Regions from separate parts of the Rattus norvegicus genome. Here region 1 is linked to region 2. Evidence: chromatin contacts called from public Hi-C data. All regions are on one chromosome and are shown on one strand. The core of a region is the stretch at or near the end of the contact, and the rest is flanking DNA. Distances in the headings are between cores, read along the strand shown. Region 1 holds the start of Ccdc86 (coiled-coil domain containing 86). Region 2 overlaps Zp1 (zona pellucida glycoprotein 1).

Region 1 (6,479 bases), core at 872-3,371, 37 kb after region 2:
TGACAACAATGTTCCGTCATGGAAATGATCCCCGCCCCTTCCTGAAAGGGAATCACTACGTATAGGCTGCTGTAGCGCTTGATTTGTAGTTTGTGTTAAGAAGACTCATAGATTATTTCATTTAATAGTGAATGTAAATGTAGCAAGTGGCTACAGCACTGAGGCAGAGTCGATGTTCAGCACTAGTTATTGGAGATGGAAAACAGGCCTGGATGTCTGGTCCTGAGACCATTATTTACTTCCTATGAGACCCTGGGCAAGGAAGCCTCTCAGCCACGGCACCCCCCTGTGTGTACATAACAGTATAGAAGGGTAACAGGTTGCCTGTGGCCATCAGTGGCCTGGCTACTGTGACTTGCTGGGAGCAGCTTCAAAGTTTTTCTGATTGGTGCCTTTCTCTTTAAGCTTAACTTTCTTAAGTTTAATGGAGTATGCTTGGGGGAGGGGTTATACCCAGAGCTTAGGCTTTAAGAGTAACAAAATGACATCTGTAAAGTGCCTGCACAAAGCCTGGCACAGTCCATCATCCGTCAATGTCATCCTCTTAAAATCTCTGATGCCCTGTTCTCTTACGAATTCTTGTCTTTGGCCAGTAGCTGATACTTCAACCCTACTTCTTCTCCAGAGCTGAAATTTCAACTGAACCCACTTCTCTTTCCCTGCTGCCTAAACAATGCCCTTCATATAAGCCTCCTCATTCCTTTACTGAAAAATATAAACTCAGCATTACCATGCCCCAGCACTGAAAGGACAAGGAAGACCCCATGTCTTAAGAAGGCTGCAACCCAAGTGAAGCTGGTCAACAGAAGCAGGTTAATGGGTTCCGCTCACTCGCTTTGCGGTCAAATCTATGCTCCCATCCCGTGTCTCAATTAGCCTCCGTGAGCCTTGTTTTCTTCAGATGTACAATATTAATACTAGTAACACCTGCTCCAAAGGGGAAAGATTAAATGTGATTACATGTGTGGCTGGCTATGAAAGACTCACTCTCTGGCCATCCCTAAGGAAGTGACACAGAACCAGTGATGATATTTTACAGTAAAAAGGATCTCACTATAATGGCTGCCTTTCTTGCTCTGCTTCCCTCACTAGATGTGGCAGACAAGGTGGCACATGCCTTCAAACCCAGCACTAGGAAGGCAGAAGCAAGCATATCTCTGTGAATTTCAGGACAGCCATTGTCACACAGTGAGACCCTGCCTCGCAATAAAAAAAGGGAAGGAAAGGAAGTTCAAAAGAACACCTCAAGACCACTGAGGATCTCCCTTAGGCATTTTGACATGATCCTGTTTGTTAATTTTACTCGGGTGAGCTCTTTCAAGTCTGGGATTTCATTCAGGCGAAGGCAAGGTCCAAATGCACGGAGAACCCAACACATCGCCCATGCTGTCCTCACTTTACCTCTTCTTGGAGCGGTCTTTCCACACACGCCCGGATTTGGGCTTCCCCTTCGGAATTACAGGAAGCTCCTCCTTCAGTTTCTTGGACGCTGGGGCCTGGGGAGAAGCTATAACTCGCTTCTTTAGGTCGAGACTTCCGGTCACTGACTCTCCAGCCGGAGGTAGCTTGCTTGGCTCCAGCTGGCGCTCTGGGGAGCTAGGTGCCTGGAATGCCAGCTCCTGTGCTGGCTGGGAGGGCTCGGGACCCGGTGCTTGCTGACCCGGGCAAGGCTCGGGAGATCTTGGGATCACCTCCTCCTTAGCGTGGGCTACCTCAGAGTCCTGTGTGGGAGATAATTTGGATGACTGCTCTCGTTGCGGGGATTCCGGATTCGACTCTGTCTGTCCTGCAGGTGAATCCAGGCCCAGATCTTGATGAAGTTGAAGGGACCCAGGGTGAGGCTCTGGTTGCCTTTGTGGGGACCCAAAGCCTGCATCCTGTTTAGGACAGGGTGATTCGGGGCTAGTCTCCGGCTGAGGTTGGGGAGACACAAGGTCCAGTGGCGGAACTCTCGGAGACTCGAGCTCTCTTGTTTCTTCTGGGTTCGACTTGAAATCTACAAGAGCCCGTTTGGCCCGAGAGACTTCGGGGTCAGGAAGGTTCTCCAGAGACAGAGGGTTTAGGCCTTCCAGCCGCCGGCTGCGCCTCAGCGGCGTACCCATGGCTCACGTGTAGTCTCCGTAGCCTTCAGAATCGTCGGCGCCTTCATATGACGTCAGACTCGTCTATTTCCGTACCGGGCAGGAAGTGCGCACTGGCGGTAGAGTGATGCGTGGAAAAGCAGGGGATGTTTGTCCCGGGGGCTGGGCTTAGTAGACGCATGCGTGTTGTGTCTGGTTGCTGGGTTTCCGCGATGCGGTTTTTTTTTTTTTTTTTTTTTTTTTTTTTGGTCGTTTTTGTTTTTGTAAACCGCGAGTTCTAGGTGCAAGAGAAGCGGGGTTGGAGTGGGGTATACCTTTTCTTTTTTCCCTGAGAGAAGAGGTTGGCAAAAAGGCGGAGGGAGTTTGTAGGCAGAGCTGAGCGTGTTAATTTACTCTGGAACAGCTGGGCCCGCATACGTCACGTTTTCTTTTGTTTTATCTTTTGTAATAGTAGCTTTGCGCAGTGTAACAAAGGAGGAGGCCCTGGGGGTCTGCATGAGTGGGAAATCTTCAATTTTTGAGTTTTCTTAAACGTTCTCACCCTTACCATCTCTTTTACTACTGTGCCCAGATATGCTTCAACAGTTTCAATCAGCGAAGTGTCAGGTCTGAGGCCCAGAAAACCCTGACTGCTTTGTTGTCAATGTTGGGGGGTCACAGCGTGTGCCCGAAGTCAGGTCTGGCTACCCCATCGTCAACAAACCACCGGAAAGAGCCAAATTAAAATTGGAAAGCTTTAGAAAAAGAATTATTCAAATGGCCATACTGGGAAGAGAGGCAAAGAGATTCTGTGAATCACCCAAATTCGACCTCAGGGTTCTAAAGTTAGATAGAAAGTTTAGATAGAGGGCCAAGGATAAATACATTTAAGTAGTCCTTATCAAGGTATGACTCTGTCCACCATTGCCCCACCATTATCTGGGTTTTAGTCTCATCCTGTAGGTGGTCTGACAAGCTCTTTCCAGGGGACAAATTTCCCCTCTGGCTGGTACCCGTTTTTGTCTCCCCTCTGGCTGGTACCCTTTTTTCTTCTCCCAGCATGAGAATTCTGAGAAAATTCCCATTTCTTTGGAGTCCACTGTTTGTTTGATTGTCTGATAGGCAAAAGTGTCTCTTTAGAATACCTTCATTTCTGCCAGGATGGTTACATGCTGACCCAGGAGGAGGCAAGGAAGATGTAGAGCCAGAGAAAAGTTTCTGCAGGGTAGAAAGTGGATGCCCAATTCTTGGACACACCCCCTAGGCACTGCACACATGGTCTCAGATGCATACTGATGGAGTTAACCTGAGTCCACCCTTAGGGTTAGGGAATAGCACAGCTTCTCCATGTCACTAAGAACAATTGCACCCTGGTGTTGTAATTATATGTCAGCTCCTGCCTCCCCAGTAATGGCTCAGAGCCCTCATGTCCCTGATTTAAGGGGAGCTGCAGGGAGTTGTGGTTTTCTCCAGGCTGCCTCAGACCCCCAACCCCCTTCCTGTCTCTTGCCTCTATCTGGTCACTTGCAAATATTGATTAGAGCACATCCTGGGTCTACTTAAATAATTCAGGTCTAATTTTGTGTCTCTTCCAGGGATGGAGCGTGAGAGTGTGTGTGTGTATGTGTGTGTGTGTGTGTGTGTGTGTGTGTGTGTGTGTGTGTGTGTGTGTAGGAGAGATTGATTTTGGACAGAAGACGTTGGATGTGCCTTTAACATCTGTGCAAGGTTCCACTTGAGCCCAGCCTGGTTTATCACTGTATGCACCGGTCAGGGAAGACTCCTGAAATTTTCAGAGTAGGTAGCTTTCTTCCTCAGTTCCATCTAGTAGTAGGATAAGAAGGGGCTCCCCCACCCCTCAAGAGACCTCAGCAGGGTTTAGCCCCAGGTTCTTGTGAAGGTAATCTGGTAATTCATGTGCCCTCAGGCTTTTCCCTGGCTCACTTTCCCATTCACCCATTGTTGCTTCTGGGGGGGGGGCACTTTGTAAACATTATTTGCATATAAATCCTCATTTTAAGTGTTGGCTCTTGTTAGCTATCAAAAGATCTCCAGAACCTTGACTCTCCTGGCAGAACAGTGAGATGGGGGTGGGGTTGGAGTGGGAGGACTAATAAAGGTCTGTCTCTTTCTTTGTGTTTGAATGTCTGGGCTTGTCTTTCAATCTCTCTCTCTCTCTCTCTCTCTCTCTTACCTGTGGCCATTTACCTCTGCCAGGGCAAAGTGAGAGAGTACCAGACTGACTGTCCTTGTCTCTTGACTCAAGCTTGCAAATCACTATGCTCTTGCTTGTATAAATTGCATGTGCCCATCTGTGTGTATCTGTGCACCTCTATGTGTGCATCTGTTAGTGCAGACTATTGTTCTAGGATAGACAATCATCCTCCTGGTTTGGTATTCCAGGGGACTAAAGAACTCCAGGAGACCCCTTGTAGGCAACAAGTGTTTACTTAATGCTGGGGATTTCAAAACTCAACCGTGCTGCCCTGGTAGGATGAATGATTGAAGTCTAGGAGAATATCTGATCCATATCATGGGTCCATTTGTAGGCACTGGTTTCCTTCAGTCAGCAGATCTTAGGTTACATAAATAAACCAGGTCTTGCCCTGTCAGCACCTCATGGCATGTGTGACACTCAACCCCTCCAGTGCACAGACCAGGAGCAGTTAGGGACAGAAATGTCTGCAGGAGGGGCCGTTGCCAGGCAACTAAACCTTCCCTCTCTGTGACTAATCCTGGCTCACAGTGTCACTCTCTGCCTGGCTTTGGACAACTGCTTTATCCTTTCTGTGTCTTGGTTATCTTCTGGGAACAGGGAGATTTACTATGAAAAACTGAGGCTTTGGAGTCAGACTGGCCAGGCTCCCACCTCTACTTAATTGCTACGTGATCTTTATGAGTACCCAAGCCTCCCTGTGCTTCAGTTTCTTTATTAATAAAAATAGTCACAAGAACAGCACAACTGCCTCCCAGGGTTGTGCAGAGTAAACAGAGCTGCACAGCACATACCCGGCAGCTGGCTCCTCTCTGCTACTCACAGTTGCTTACATATTCAAAGACAGGTTTCCTATAGCTTTTCTAGAATCCTCTTTCAGTCAGGCTGAAATCTCTCCAACTGTCCCCCAGTTCTCCAAAGGCCTCCTTCTCCCTCCCCCAGAACCAACTGCCCTCGGCACTATGGGTTCATTATCTTTCTACTCCACAGTTCCCAGTGGTATGACCAGCTCCCCCATACTCTTCCTGGCAGTAAGCCGCCATGTAGGTCTCCAGTGGGAAATGTCCACTGGAGCTCCAGCTGTCTCTTGGTGTTATTTTAGATACTGTAAATTTTCCTCCCCTCCCCTTCCCTTACCTTTCCTTTCTCCTCGTCCCTATTTTCACGACTTTCTTCTCCTCCCTGCCTGAAACCATCTTGATTAGCTCATGGCAATCTGCCTATCTCATCCTCCTCCTGAGTGCGTGCTACAGATGGGAGCCACCATGCCTGGCTAGTACAGGACCTCTGTTGAGTTGTTTTGGGGTCTAGCTCCTCTGATGTAACCCTTGATCCACCTCCTGTTTGGCAAGTGTGCATAGCTATTTTCAGGTGTATGCCATGAGTTGTTCCACAGAGCACAGGGAGCAGGACAGGGGTCAGCTCTTACTGAGAGCGCTCATCTCAGCCTCTATCCCTTTGACCCATGAGATGGGGAAGGAGGGCCTGAGTGGGAGGAGAAGCCTACAACCGTTCAGTTGTGGCACTCACAGGGTTCTGGGAAGCTGCTGGGTTAGGGAAGGGTCACTCCAAAGCTCTCTGGTACCTGCTGCTCAGGGTGGAGATCAGAGCTTATCTGCAGATCTCAAAGTATCTGTAGGTTTTGCCAAAACGAGAAGGGACACTGCTGCCATCCCTCGGTCTGCAGAGGGGAGGGAAGCTTGTATGTGTGGGTGTGTGCGAGGAATCTTATAGCATGCTCCTTGACGTGAACAGGTCAGAGAAGGGGTTAGACATGGCCTGAGCAGGTAGAAGAGGGGACTCTAAGAAGGTGAACATTTCACATCCCATCCTCTCCCTACTGTATCTAAGAACATTTCTGATTCAGTAAGAATCGGTCAAACTCCAGGTGTGTCCAAGCCTTAGAGGTTAGGATTCAGTATGCTTGGTATGGGGCCATGGGCTTGGGTTTCTAGCAAACTCTCAGGTGTTGCTGCTGGTGGTAGTGGTGCAGGCAGTGGGGCGGTGCTGGTGCTGGTGGTCCACAGACCATACCCTGAGGATCCGTGTACTAGAGAAAGGGGTGAAGGAACCCTGAAGAGCCTGCCTTCTTTGCCTTCCCAGTGCAGAGGTTGTGTTCATTAGCACCCTATCATTTACCAAGAACTGATTATTTTCCCTGTGCCCAATAAACAACAGGGGAACAGGTAGTCATGGTCCCTGCC
Region 2 (6,765 bases), core at 1,703-4,202:
ATATGTGTGTGGTATGTGCCCTGTCACCATGGCACGTGTGGAAGTCAGAATACAGCTTGCAGGGTTCGGTCCTCTCCCACCATGTGGGTCCCAGAGACCAAACTGGAGTCTGCTCACTGTCTTGGTAGCAAGTTCTGTTACCTGATAGCCACTGAGCTGAGGTCAGCCCTCGCTCACTTCCTTATGGAAACACATGGAGATAATGTGTTCTCAGTGCCTTGTTGGGGAGACTGGAGAGGCAGGGAACCCTTGGGTGTCCTGTAGCTGTGGCCGAAAGGCAGGAAGAGGAAATCTGATGGACTGCAAGCAGCCCTGCTTCTTACTCAGGAATGGTGGCCCGCCTTCCTCCCCATCAGCTCTGATTTCCCTTGTTATAGGCCCAGGCTACCAGGTGGAAATGAGAGGAAGAAGGGGAGCTGTTTCCTTCTGAGCTCAATTCATAAGATTTGGTATCTAGGAATGTGTCTTCCACCATCGAGACTGAGTTCAACAGAAAGCTATAAAACACAGATGCTTGAAATGATACAGGATGAGGCTCTGGGAACTGTCACTCAGCTGACAGTGCTGAGAGTGTAGGAAAGCTAGTTTTGCAGAGAGCTTTGTGGTGTTTACGTGTTTTGGTTCACAGAACCGTTTGATAGGGAGGTATTGACAGAACCTGTAAACCATTTCATTGAGTACGAAGTTCCCTATCAGAAATCGTGCTCATGGACTGAGCAAACCTTTGCACTGGTAAAATAAGAGCTCCAAAGGGCAAATGGGTATGTTTATGGTTCTACAGGAGGTCTGCCATAGTCAAAGATAAAAATGAGAGGGAAATGGGACACGAAGGAAACCCCATGGCCAGTTGCTGGGAACGATGAACAAGTTCAAAGCCTCTGGGTTTCTGAATGCTCTGTGTACAAAGAAATGGAGATGGACCCCAGCAGGTTGAAGATGCAAGCGGCTATGGAAATGCAAAGCTAACAGCAGAATCACTTTAGTGCTGCCTCTGGTGCACGATCTGGAGGGGCAGAGAGGGCGGATCTCAGCCCACAGTCAGAAGGGATGTGGCTTCTGTCTGGCCCAGGAGTTCTATCTAAGAATTTCTTCTAAGAAAGCAGCTCGCCAAGAGGTCCACACTTACATAACTGCATTCACACTTGATACCTGACGTGATAGGCCCAGTTTCCTCTAACAGATCAGATGTGTCCTAGTTCAATAGAAAGCCATAAAACACAGATGCTTGAAATGATACGGGATGAGGCACTGGGGCTGGGAGCGTAGCTCACTCAGCTGACAGTGCTTTCCCTACCTGTACCCAGTACTGAGTGAAATCAGGCACAGGGCTGTAATCTCAGCAGGAGGCTCAGAAGTTCAAGGCCATCAGGTTGGCCTCGGTTCTAGCAGATCCTGTGTCAAAAAAATGAGGATAAATATTTAGAATGTAGTTAGAGATGATGCTGGCTTAGTTAAGTGGTGATTGTGAGCTCTCCAAAATATACATTATACATTTTCATAATTACACACACACACACACACACACACACACACACACACACACGTAATAACAGAGGCAGAGAATTGGAAAGAACAAGGGTTTATATGGGGAGAGGAAAGGGAAGAGGAAAATTCAATTTTCTCAAAAAATAAAAAACATAAGGGGTCAGCAAGATGGTTCAGTGGGTCAGGTGCTGGGTCTGTAAGGCAGACAATCTGGATTTGATCCCCAGAATCCATATAGAGGTAGGAGAGAACTGACTGGACCGTTACTCTCTGGCCTCCATGTATACGCCATGCCATGCCTTATCCTCCAGTGTGTATACACAGTGGTAAGTAGGAAACAAAACAAAAGAATGGTTCAAGCATTTACTGTTCTGTTTTTAGCTTGGAAGGGACTCCTCTGGCACCCGTTGGGTGAGTAATGCTCTTGTTTAAACGGTGTGGACGCCAATCCTACTCCAGCTCGGCAGGAGAAGTTGATGGAATCAGCTTTCTCTCCCAGCCATGCTGATTCTCCTGCCATGAATATATCCTACACTGGCCTGCGCCATGATGTCACTAGTCACAGCTGGGAGGCAGCCTCAAGAAGGGACGTTTGCGGGCTGGAGAGATGGCTCAGTGGTTAAGAGCACCCGACTGCTCTTACAGAGGTCCTGAGTTCAATTCCCAGCAACCACATGGTGGCTCACAACCATCTGTAAAGAGATCCGATGCCCTCTTCTGGTGTATCTGAAGACAGCTACAGTGTACTCATATATAATAAATGAATAAATAAATCTTTAAAAAAAAACTTAAAAAAAAAAAAAAGAAGGGACGTTTGCTTTATGGCCAGTATCTGGTCTCCAGCCCTGGCTGGTGCGCTCCTGGTGGTGTGCTGCCTCTTCTAGAAAAGAAAAAAAAAAAAATGGAGTTTTCCCAGTGCCGGGTCTTGGTTGTGGATTTGACCTCAAACCCAAACAAAACTAAAAACAACAAAAACAAAAAACTAAGTAAGCAATAGCTTGGAGTATGAAGAAGAGAAATTCCAGTCAGTGGCTAATATCCGCAAAGTGCTGGCTGGTATCACATGATTCTAGGTCTCTTTATCAACTGGTTTGCATTGGTATTCCTGTGGATTAGACACTAGTCTCATTAACAAGATAAAACAGACTCAGGGAAGTGCAACAACTGCCACAAGGCCCAGGGAGAAGCAAAGGTGCCCTGAGTCAGGTATTGGAGGCCCATGTTTATCCTGGAAAGGTGGAATAAGCCTAAACTAGGGTGGAGAAGGGACCTTGTGTCAAACGAGGGTTGCTGGCTTGTTGCCTTTGTGGCAGCTAAGCTCATATCCTGCCAGAGGCCCAGAGATTTCTCTAGCTTCTCCAGATTCTTCTTGTATCCCTTGCTGAACTGGCTTCCCTCCCAGCCTACATCAATCAGTATGCTATTGATTGATGAGAACATAGCCTGGCCCTGACCTATGGGATGATGGCTATTCCTAAGTGGCAGGAAAGATCAAGGCCAGCCTGTTGCTACCCTGTGCTGCCAGTAGGCTCTGCATAGGTTGGCTTTGGGAGGCTGGGAGTCAGCTGTGTACATCCCGTATCCTTTGGTGGATGCAGTGGGACTGGGGAGTTAGTTCAGGCTTGATGATTCTGCTGTCCGTGGGACTTCTGACTTCCTCCGGTCGGGAAGGCAGCTTTGCGGGTGCTCTGAGGACACCCACATCTAGATAAGTTCCTGCTAGGCCATCAGCTCCCAGCTGCTATTTGCTGACTGCCAGGTTTTAAATGTTCCCTCCTACATCTCTGCTTTTGCTCTTGTGCCTGAATGACCACCTTCCCTTGCCTAGTGGCATTCTCTCCATACCCTGCCCTGGGAAAGAGAAATGCCAGGCTGTGGCATATGTTAAGTTGCTTTGAGGATGGCATTAGATTTCATTGTGTGGGTTAGTGGGATTCAGCCCACAAAAGAAAAAAAAAAAAAAACCCGACAACTTGAGTTCCATCTCTTGTGCTCATTTAAAGGTAAAAGGAGAGAACTGACCCCATAGTGTGTCTTCTGACTCCCACACATGTTCACCTCTCCCCTAGGAACAAAACGTTTTGTCAATTGTTCCACGTAGTCTTTAGTTTTTTGGGACGGTCTTATGACCTTGGCTGTACAGAAAGTCAGAAGTAGACCATGTTGACCTCAAACTCAGATCTGCCTGCTCTGCCCCTGCTGGGATTAAAGGCAGGGGCCACCATGCTCAGTTTTCCTGTAGCCTATTGATCCAGTCAGGAATGTGGTAAACCTGAGACTGGAAAGCTACACACAAGTAACCTACTGGCATGAATGTCCGGTTTTAGTTGTTTCGAGCAGGAGTTACAACTATAAATTAGTGGCAGAGGTCATGAGGTGACTTCCTCACATAAAGACACTTGCTCTGCAAGTGTCCCAAGTTCAAATCCCAGAACCCGTGTCAAGGGGGAAGGAGAGAAATGACTCCACAAAGTTGTCCTCTGACCTCTACATGTACAAGTTAAAAAAAAGTTAAAAGATTAAAATAGTGGTTAAAAAGGCAGTACAGGGAATATGTAAGTCAGTTTTCAGTCCTTTGATGTAGTCAAGTATTCTGTACTGTGTGTATGCTTGCACATACATGCTCTACTAGTATATACACTCGGCACAAGCTTATACATATCTGTGGCACTGCATCTCACTGTTATGGTGGCTGTGACATCATGAGTGACAGGAACATCTCACCTCTGTGGTAATTTAACAGAGAAGCTGCCATAAATGGTGAAATATAACATGACTGTATAATAGGGGTCACGATTCTGAAAGGACACTACTGACTCCCAGGAACAAGTTTCTCATGTGGTTCACCCCTGTAATCCCAGCACGCTGAGGCAGAAGAATCACTGGGTTCAAAACCAGTCTTAGCTGTAGAGTGAGAAGACCCTGTTCCTCCTCAAACACCCTACACTCTTGGAAAAGACATACATCAGGTTTGTAAATAACTTCCCCACATCAGCTTTCAGTTTTCAAACAATGGTTTATTGAGCCCATTTAATTTCCGGTGCCTTCCCAGAACTTCTAGGCCCAGGCCCAGGCCCAGCTCAGACCCACCAAGACACCATCCCCCAGGACTAGGGTGAGGGCCAGCAGTTGGAGCACCCAGAGTAAGGGTCTTGAACCGGAGTTCCTGGTGGAACCTGTCAGAGAAGCAGGGGGAGGGTTGCCTGGAGCAGTCTGTCTGTAGATAGGGGCTGGGCAATTTTTACTTAGTTCCTCATTTAGTGGAGATTACACCACACCTCTGCCTTCCTTACACACGACCAGAGCTTCCCTGTTTCATCAGCATTTTTATAGAGAGGGCCGTGACCCTCAGGGGCACCCCAAACCCTGGTACCTGAAGGCTCCAGTTTAGGAGCATCCTCAAAGCCCACTGCTCCTGGAGAGCTCACAATGTCCAGGGCCCGGATAGTGCTATTGTGGTGACCAGAGGATCGTCGATGCCCTGCCCAGGAGAAAAGCTGTCTGGCCTCCAACCTCTACTGAGAGGCAGCTACGGGTGCAAAAGTGCATCAAAAAACCCAAATACCCCCAGACTCACTTGCTATCTCAGAATCACATGTGGTAGAGCACGTCTCGGACCCCACAGGGTGGCAGGCAGAGGCACTACAGAAGAAATAGACCTGGTAGAAGGAAACAGAGTCAAGGGGTGGCCTAGGTTTGTACAGCTAGGCTGGAAGCACAGAGGCAGGGTTGAAAGATTCAGGTGCAGGGCTGTGTTAGTGCAGGGAGAGAGATGGGTGAGCAGAGACTATGACCACAGCTACCCTACACTGGTGGGGATGGAAACTGTGGTGTTCTCAATTTGGAGTTCAGCCCTTCTGCTTCCTGAGCCCCAAAACCTGTAGCAGAAGACACTCCCTACAGGCAGGCACTGTGGCACTCAAGAGAGCTACAGTCCTCTGTCCCATCCTTTGCCTTCTGCCCCCAGGAGCAGCTAACAGAGAAGAGGTAAGGTTTGGCCACAGTGCCAGCCAACATGTCTGCTGTCCTCTCTTTACTCCTGCAGACAATACCTGGAGGCAGAGAAGACAAGGCACCCCTGCTTCCAGAAACAGCTCAGGGGAGGGGACCAGAAGCAGCGTCAGTCTGCCATGGTCACCTTCATGTAACCATGAAGGACAGAGCCTCTTGGCTTGGGAAGCAGCACACAAGCAACGTAGCGATGCCACCCTCGGCGTTGCCTACCAGTGGGACCAGCCACATCTGATTAGTTAAGGGCAGGGATAGAACATGAGAGATCTGTGAACATGTTGTACTATCTATCACGGGTTGGACCATACTAGCATGTTTCCTGTGGTGCTATGTGTACACCATACAGAAAAGCTTAAGGTTTAAAGACTCTAAGTACATCCATTTTTATCTTCTGGCGACGCTGCTATTATGCTAAAAACCAAAGCAGAAAACCAAGGCACACGTTATCATTTCTAGAATCAGATGTGAGACCACACAAGAACAAACACCAGAGCTGGTGCTGAGATTTCATGTTGATTGTAGCCACAGTCAGTGTTTCCTTCTATCTTTCCGATGTTTCGCATCTGTGTGTATGTAGAGGAACGTGCATGCCACAGCACACACGTGAGGGCCAGAGACAGATCCTGGGAGCCAGTTCTCTCTGTCACAATGTGACTCCACTCAGGGATTGAACTTAGGTCAGCAGGCTCGGCAGTAATTACCTTTACCTTCTGAGCCATGGTGTCAGCTACCTCTTCCCATCCCAAATTGTGTGTGGGTCAGCGTTCTGAAGACCTCATTTTCCCCAACACTTGAAACAGCTGGGATCTCAGCATTAGCTTGTAGGGTGTGGGAAGGATGTGGTGACCAGCTAGCTATCACTCAGCAGGTAGCATGGGACATGAGAAACAGAAAAGGTCTTCCTAACCAACCTGTCCCCGAAGGGCATTCTGGGAGCTGGAGTCAAGGAGAGTGAAGGTGGCAATGGTGAAGCGCTGATAGTGAGACCAGAAGGGCAGCGTTGCCCTGTCTGCAGCCACCATTTGTGTTCTGTAGTTGTCACCCTTGAAAGGACACCTGGATTGAAGAGAAGTCCAAAAGCCTCTTTGAGGAGCTGTGGCAGGCAGAACCCCCCACCCTCCGGGGTGCAGCTTAGTCATCTGCTACCACTCACCCATCTGACAGAATGGGCCATTGGGGCTGCTCAAAGGGGCTGGCAGAGGGTGTGGCCCAGCACTGATGAAGCATGAGAGCCAGACCAGGATCAGTTCTCTGCAGGAGACGGACCTC

What was found. A called contact is a pair of places that touch in the nucleus more often than the background predicts.
Region 1: a Hi-C map of liver shows a contact between it and region 2, with 2.4 times the contacts expected there. The contact joins the promoter of Ccdc86 here to the enhancer-like site in region 2. A contact is called at or near these places in 8 of 12 Hi-C or Micro-C datasets (the Rat2 cell line, Schwann cells, hepatocytes and 3 more) and 1 of 1 datasets of contacts at active chromatin or transcription factors (oligodendrocytes).

Annotation. Positions count from the first base shown.
Region 1 is chr1:217,019,318-217,025,796 of GRCr8, forward strand. Ccdc86 (coiled-coil domain containing 86) reads right to left here and starts at 2,122. Exons shown (of 4, transcript NM_001006974.3): 1 at 1,402-2,122. The coding sequence starts at 2,102.
Region 2 is chr1:216,981,284-216,988,048 of GRCr8, forward strand. Zp1 (zona pellucida glycoprotein 1) reads right to left here. Exons shown (of 12, transcript NM_053509.1): 8 at 6,650-6,765; 9 at 6,408-6,552; 10 at 5,063-5,144; 11 at 4,859-4,966; 12 at 4,485-4,661. The coding sequence ends at 4,543. Among named protein-coding and RNA genes, the nearest start is that of Zp1, 7.5 kb to the right of the region's middle. Within about 2 kb of position 2,953, at least 2 of the 93 cell types and tissues checked have an H3K27ac peak or open chromatin away from gene starts, as enhancers often do. A contact at or near this core is called in liver, where this site is marked.